Linked DNA regions of Oryctolagus cuniculus: region 2 is linked to region 1. The links are chromatin contacts, called in public Hi-C maps. All regions are on one chromosome and are shown on one strand. Each heading gives the region's core, a stretch centred on a gene start, on an enhancer-like site or on the middle of the called end of the contact. The rest is flanking DNA. Distances are from core to core; before and after follow the strand shown. Region 1 holds the start of NCEH1 (neutral cholesterol ester hydrolase 1). Region 2 overlaps NCEH1 (neutral cholesterol ester hydrolase 1).

The links. A called contact is a pair of places that touch in the nucleus more often than the background predicts.
Region 2: a contact with region 1 is called in a Hi-C map of skin fibroblasts, with 5 times the contacts expected there. The contact joins the enhancer-like site here to the promoter of NCEH1 in region 1. A contact is called at or near these places in 5 of 6 Hi-C or Micro-C datasets (ear pinna, embryonic fibroblasts, psoas muscle and 2 more).

What each region holds. Positions count from the first base shown.
Region 1 is chr4:107,525,621-107,529,263 of mOryCun1.1, forward strand. It overlaps NCEH1 (neutral cholesterol ester hydrolase 1), which reads left to right and starts at 1,998. Exons shown (of 5, transcript XM_008266500.4): 1 at 1,998-2,712. The coding sequence starts at 2,575.
Region 2 is chr4:107,592,856-107,596,411 of mOryCun1.1, forward strand. NCEH1 (neutral cholesterol ester hydrolase 1) reads left to right here. Exons shown (of 5, transcript XM_008266500.4): 4 at 2,012-2,183. Among named protein-coding and RNA genes, the nearest start is that of NCEH1, 67 kb to the left of the region's middle. Within about 2 kb of position 1,401, at least 1 of the 8 cell types and tissues checked has an H3K27ac peak or open chromatin away from gene starts, as enhancers often do.

The sequences.
Region 1 (3,643 bases), core at 748-3,247:
AAAAGATTGATTCTTCATGCCACTGCATCACCTGCTGCAAGTCCTTGCAAATATCACCCCTGTCTTGGACACCTTAGAACTAACATTTTCTTCTGCTTCTCCTGCTCTCTCCCTGTCAATATACCCTCTACACAGTTACCAGAGCAACCTAATACGAACCTTTCAGTGCCTCCAGACTGCCTGCGGGATAATGTTCAACTTCTTTGGCATGATGCAAGGCCCTGCTTCATGTGATCTCTGCCCAAGCCTTCAGGTTAAAATCTCATCACTCTCTACTCCTGGCAGCTGATGCTCCAGAAATGTGGGACTACTGATCTACCGCTCTGCTTGCACCGCACTCCGGAGCTGTTGTCCAGGCTCTTCTGTGGGCTTGCGATGGTCTTACCAGGGTCTGCCTGCATGCTCCTCTTCAGCCTGCAGAGCCTGCTCAGTCACCACTTTCATTGTGAATCTTCTTATTCTCACTCTCCCAGAACAAAACTAGCCCTGACCTCCTCTGCACCACACCTCCGAACTTTGTACATATTTGAAATAACCCTTTTCTGTCCAAAAAAAGTGGACACTTTTGGCAGGTAAAGAAGCTATACCTTCATCATAACGGGGCCTACCACAGTACCTTACAGGCAGCAGGACTCAGTAGATGTTGGACGAAAATTCTTTTTGTCTTAGATGGGGAAGTCACGTCACGTGGTACAGTATATGATATTTGGGGTAAATTTGAATTTAAATTTTAAAGAAATTTTACTTATTTGAAAGGCAAAGAAACAAGGAGGGAAGGAAGGAGGGAGAGAGAGACAGAGAAAGAGATGTTTCCTGGTCACAGATTCACGTCCCAAATGCCCAAAACAGCTAGGGCTGGGCTAGGCCTGAGTCAGGAGCCTAGAACTCAATCTTTTTGGTAATGACTCAGCTACTTGAGCCATTATCTACTGCCTCCCAGGGTATGCCTCAGCAGGAAGTTGGAATCAGGAGAGGAGGCAGCACTTGAACCCACGCACTTTTTTATTAATGTAGGAGTCACAAGCAGTATCTCAACTGCATCAAACCACTGCCCTGGGTGCCTTTTTTTTTTTTTTTTAAGAATAAATAAATAAATAAATATTTTGCTAAGTAGTGGTTTTGTTGTGTCATATACTTAAGAGATATTAATAAAAATTGAAGCAATCATGTAAAAGAAAAATCAATTGCTTAACTCAAACCATACCATATGGGCTTAGGAGCAGGACCAGGGCATTTTACTGACTGCTCTCTTTTGTTCACTCATCTTCACTCTCTCTACTCGCCTCTCTCTGTTGGCTCTGCATTTCAAATAAATAAATAACCTTTCAAAAGTCTTTTAAATTCTAATTACTATATTAAGATGCATTTTTACATATGCCAGGTGTTTTAAGACCTTACCTATTTCCATGAAGCAGTTATCCCAAATGTTTTCTTTCTGATTTCTGGTTGTAATTCTGCTAGGGAACTTTCCTCTCCCTCAGCCCATACTCCTCTCTCCCCAGTCTTTAACAAGAATCCTGTTTTGAATGCCCTTTCCGCTACCATTGGCCCACTGGAAGAGGTTTCATTCAGCTAGCGTCCACCAAGTCTTACCACTGTAAAGTAAGTTTTTTTTTTTTCACTTTGTAACAATAATTAGAGGTCATTTGATGAGGAATGAAAATCCCTTGTCAAGCTTTTACCCACTCGTTTTAGCATTTATTTACGATTTTCTGTGGTTAATAGTTGACATTCCATTGTAAGAAAAGCCTTCCCTCTTTCCCTATTTGTTTGTTCATTTATCTTAGTACAGATTCCTGGACTTTCAATGGTTTGTAGCCTATTATGATAGTTTGTTTTGATGCTAAAATTATGCCAGTTTTAGCCACCAGGAGCTCTTTCAAGCTGCCACCTGTTCCATGATGTTTTGAGTACTTCCTTATCTTCCGGCAGGCCGGGCTTATCTTGTAAAGCCACGTGCCCCCGCCTTAGAATCCGCCTTTCCTCCAGGGAGCTGTGCCAAAGGGCTGGTTTCCTGCTACGAGGAGGGAAAGGGATTTGGAAACCAAGACTTGGGTGCTAAGTGTACCGCATGAGAGTCGTTGTTGGAGCTACAGGGATTTTCCCTTCTTTCAACTTCTCAGCTGGATATTATACTACCTGGCAAGTCTGGCTCTGGAAGACTTAATGCCTATCTTAATACCATCTCCACTTTGAGTGAAAGAACCCCCGTGCCTTGCACGGAGACTCAACCCACTGGAACAATTTCGGGTCTGGGGGTTGGAGAACCTCCGGGAAGAAGCCGCTGGCCACAGGCATGCAATGCAAGCCGCTGTCCTGCAGGGCCCGCTGCGCCACGCGCCGCGCCGCGCCAGCGCCTGCTCCAACCTGGGGTGCCTGGAACACTTGGCAAGGACACACGCGAGGGGCACGTCAGCGCTCCGACTTCCTCCCGACGCCACCCGCGATTGGCTACTGGGCGTATAAGAAACAAGCCAAGGAGCCGCTGCCTCTGGCAGAAACTTGCCGGAGGTCTCTGGGTGGCGTCGCCCCTTCCCCCTGGGTGCACCGGCGGGCCTGCGGAGCCGGGGGAGGATGAGGTCGTCCTGCGTGCTGCTCGCCGCCCTGGTGGCGCTGGCCGCCTACTACGTCTACATCCCGCTGCCCGGCGCCGTGTCCGACCCCTGGAAGCTGATGCTGCTGGACGCGACTTTCCGGGGCGCACAGCAAGTGGTGAGGCGCAGCGGCGCGCTGCTTCGCTCCGGGTCCTCTCGCGCGGTCTCCCGAAGGGAGCAGCGTTCCGACCTCGATCCGCGGGAACGCAAGGTCTCCCGAACGCGGCGGGGCGGTCGCACGCTCAGATGCTTCTGCCAGGCTTGTACGGGAGGTCGCAGTCGCCCCCTCTCTGGCAGCGGGCTAGGTCCGTGTCTCGCCTACGACTGTGCCCGGGGAAGTGAAGTCCTAGGATAGAATTTGGCAACGGGGTTAATCTTTCTCCTGCCATAACTAGCCCCCTCTCTCTCGGCTTGCAACATCGAAAAGCGAATCCATCTTTGAGCCTTTTCCAAGTCTCCCCTCCCCCGTGTTCGTTCTCCGGTAGGGGCCGGCAGAGAGTGAGTTAAATGCATAAGGTTCTGATTCCGGGGAAGGCAGCCACTTAGAAGCCACGGGCGCGGGCGGGCCGGCCCCCACGGCCCTGGGCTCGCGGCGCTCCTTCCCGAGGGCAGCAGGCAGGGCCCTCGGGGCGCTGAAGGGGCCGCACGGATCTCCCAGTTCGTCTCCGGCGCAGCTCCAGGCAGGAGGCCGGGAGGCTGGGGTGGCGGTTAAGGTGCGGCGGCGGCTCGGCTTTGCTGGATGTGTGTTTTCTGTTTGCCCGGCCTCTCTTTACGTCCTTGACTGTCAAGGAGATAACCTTTTCCTGAACCTTAGCCTGGAAGGATCCCATTTCTCCCTATTGTAACACGGGTGTGCGGTTCTCCCCACCCCTGGGACAGGAAAATCTGTTTCAGGCTTGTTCCACTGCAAGAGGCACTATTTTTAGTGTCAGAGAATCTAAAATGTAAATTACAGTCTGCAGCCAGGGCTGAGCCGTCCCATTGGACAGCATTTCTAAGCGGCCTGCTCTAACCTCAATAACCCACCTCCAAAACCAGCCTTTCTCCTC
Region 2 (3,556 bases), core at 151-2,650, 67 kb after region 1:
GAACTAGGGGTAAGTAGACTCTTGTGATATGGCGCCACCTAGTGGGAGAAAAATGTAATACTTCTCCTTTTGTACATAATTAGCAAATGAAATACCAGCAGCTTTAATACTGTGAAGTCAACTGGAGGAAAATATTTTGCATGATTAATTGTTAATATTTATAGGAAAATGGAAAGTAATTAGGAAGATTTTATCTGCTATAAGGTAGCACTAGCGGAGTTTCTTATTGCATTTATTTTCAAAATATAGTAATTCCTAAGCAATTAGTTCTATATTTACTACTTACCAAAGTATTTGACAAATATTTGTTCATTTGATTGTAGCAACATTTAAAATCAAGATGGTTAATTAGCTACCTGGATTTTAGATGGGGAAGATAAATGGCCTTATAAAGCTTAGCTGAAAAAATTAGTTTCTGGAAATAAATATGTAATTATAAAATGGATATTAAAGCACCTGAGTCTAATGGGCATGGATAGTCTTGCACTTAAGATGCTCATATCCCACCTTGGAACACCTGTCAATTCCTCACCCCATCTCCTAACTCCAGCTTTCTGCTTCAGTTTCTTTTTTTTTTTCTTTTTTTTTTTTTTTTTTTTTTTTTTTTTTGACAGGCAGAGTGGATAGCGAGAGAGAGAGACAGAGAGAAAGGTCTTCCTTTGCCGTTGGCTCACCCTCCAATGGCCGCCGCGGCTGGCGCGCTGCGGCCGGCGCACCGCGCTGATCCGATGGCAGGAGCCAGGAGCCAGGTGCTTTTCCTGGTCTCCCATGGGGTGCAGGGCCCAAGCACCTGGGCCATCCTCCACTGTACTCCCTGGCCACAGCAGAGAGCTGGCCTGGAAGAGGGGCAACCGGGACAGAATCCGGCGCCCCAACCGGGACTAGAACCCGGTTGTGCCGGCGCCGCTAGGTGGAGGATTAGCCTAGTGAGCCACGGCGCCGGCCTTCAGTTTCTTCCTTTGCAGAATGAGGTGTGCTGACGCCCAGAGACGCTTTACTGGGTGGGTGACTGTGGGCACTGGAAGCACATGATGAACACAGTGCAGTCCCTGATATCAGAGAACAGGGTGCCTTCGCAGCAGGGTACCCCAACACATGGGACTATCATGGCCTTCCTTCAGGAGCCAGCTTAGCTAGAAACCAGTGGAGTCAAGTAAGGCTGCCTGGAGGAGGCCACACCTCTGGTTAAGGATTAAATGAGTAGTCAGAATTGCTGAGCAAGGGAGGAGAGTGGAGACTAAGGGGGCCTTCCAAGTGGAGGTGCCAGTGTATCAGGGAACAGGGTGGGCAGGACATTTGTCAGAAACAGTTATGGGGACTCTTAAGGGAATATGAACTCTACAAGTTGTACAGAATGGGATCCCTGAGGGCCCTGACCTTGCAAAGTGGGGCAATAAGCTAAGTGCCAGAAGCTGGCTATGGACTGAACTGGGCCAGCTGGCAAACTAGGCTTTCCCTTTGCCAGTTAACAGCTGGCTCTTTAGTCCCAGTCTGGGCCTGGACCAGCACCAGTGGGGAGCAGTTTTACTCTGTTTATCAAATGAATGATGAAGAACGCCAGCTGGACTCACTCAGCGTGATGCCAATGAAGTGGTCAGTGCTGCTGAGTCACCAGCGGGCCAGAGGTCAAGGCCAGCGAGCGGACCACTGAACTTCCAGAGACAGAACCCTGAAGTCTGTAATAGCTCTCTCCATGTCCCAGTCACGAACATCTGCTTTTGCCTTTGAAGTCTGATCATGTTTTTGTTGTTGTTTTGTTTGGAGTTGGGTTGCTGGTGGTGATGAATCTGACTTACTTGGTTTGGTGTCCTTACAGCAAAAAACAAAAAACAAAAGGAATGGTCACTAATACAAAAGTCATTTGATTTGCAAGAGGATTGATGGCTTTAGATGTCGTTTAATTCCTTTTCTGTTTATTTCTTCCTGTAAAAGAACTTGTTTCCTCTTGAACTTCAAGCTGCCGACACAAACTTGTAAGATCCTCACATGCCCACAACTTCTGTCTTCACAGATACAGGCTAGTTCCGCAGGTGTATTTTCCTGAGCAGATCCATGACATCGCCCGGGCCACAAAGTATTTCCTGCGGCCAGAAGTCTTACAGAAGTACAAGGTTGACCCAGGCAGAATCGGCATTTCTGGTGACAGCGCGGGTGGGAATTTGGCAGCTGCCCTGGGACAGCAGGTAACTCCCCTGCCCTGAGGTGTGCCGGTGAGGGGGAGGGGAGCAGCACATTGTCCATCAGGGGAGGCAAAGGCTTTGAAGCAGGAAGACAGGTCAGTGCAGGAAGTGTCGTCCTGGAGTCCTTATGAAGACCCTGACTGCAGTGGGTGTTAGGGAAATTCAGTGTCCCTGGCTCCCTTCCCATGTTTGCTTCCATTCCGAGGTGCTTTCCAGGGAGCACTACACCACATTTAAAAATCAAAAAGGGTTTCCCACAGTCTCTCTCTGGTTTTTTTGTTTGTTTGTTTGTTTGTTTGTTTTATTTGAAAGAGTTACAGAGGGAGAGGGGGAGAGAGAGAGAGGTCTTCCATCTGCTTTTCACTCCCCAGATGGCCTCAACAGCCAGGGCTGGGCCAGGCCCAAGCCAGGAGCCAGGAGCTTCTTCCGGGTCTCCCATGTAGGTAGCAGGGGCCCAAGCACTTGGACCCTCCTCCACTGCTTTCTCAGGCCATTAGCAAAGAGCTGGATCAGAAGTGGAGCAGCTGGGACTTGAACTGGCACCCATATGGGATGCCGGCACCACAGGTGGCAGCTTTATCCCATAAGCCACAGCGCAGGCCTCGCTCCACACACACACCCAGAGTTTCTCTTTAATATAAAAGAAACACAGTAAGTGGTTATGCCATTTTGAGTGCTATGCTACAAGCTGAGCCCAGCTTTACCGTGTCGGCTGTAGCAGCTGTGTGAGCTGGGCGAGGAGACCAGCACCTGCTTCTTCCTGGGGCTTGAGTAACACAAGCACGGCCCCTCTCTCTGGCTTCGTGCCTCCAGACTTCTCTCGGTCTCCTGGAGTAGCACCGGCTGTTTTGTTCGTGTGGGCTCTGCTTTGCCCGATTCCTAATGATTAATGAATAGCAAGAACTTGATTCTGCGTGGCATCAGCACTTGCTATCCGTGCGTCCAGATGTGGTCAGAAGGAAGGCTGTGCAGTGGAGGAGAGTCACATGGGCTCTGAAGCCAGGCAGAACTGAGATCCACTCCACAGGGCGGCACGGGCAAGTCCGTGACCACCGTGAGCTGGGGGAGAAGGAGGACTTGAGCTGATTGCAGGGCTGCCGGGAGGACTCGGTGAGAGGCCGCGTGCAATCCTTGGCGCGTGTTGCCATTGCCATCTAGTGACCGTTTCCTCTGGCTTTTACAAAGCGCTTTAGCATCCTACCGGGGGATGATGGGCTCTGAAGTCCAGGTGTGAAGCCCACCCGCTGGGCTGAAGCCACCTTGGCGATCACCTCGATCACCTCGTTGCTCCAGAAGCCCTGTGACCTAGGTAGCTTCCTTTTAGATGTTCGTGACAAATAGGTGCTTTTCAACACTGGGGTTAAAAATGGGGCAGT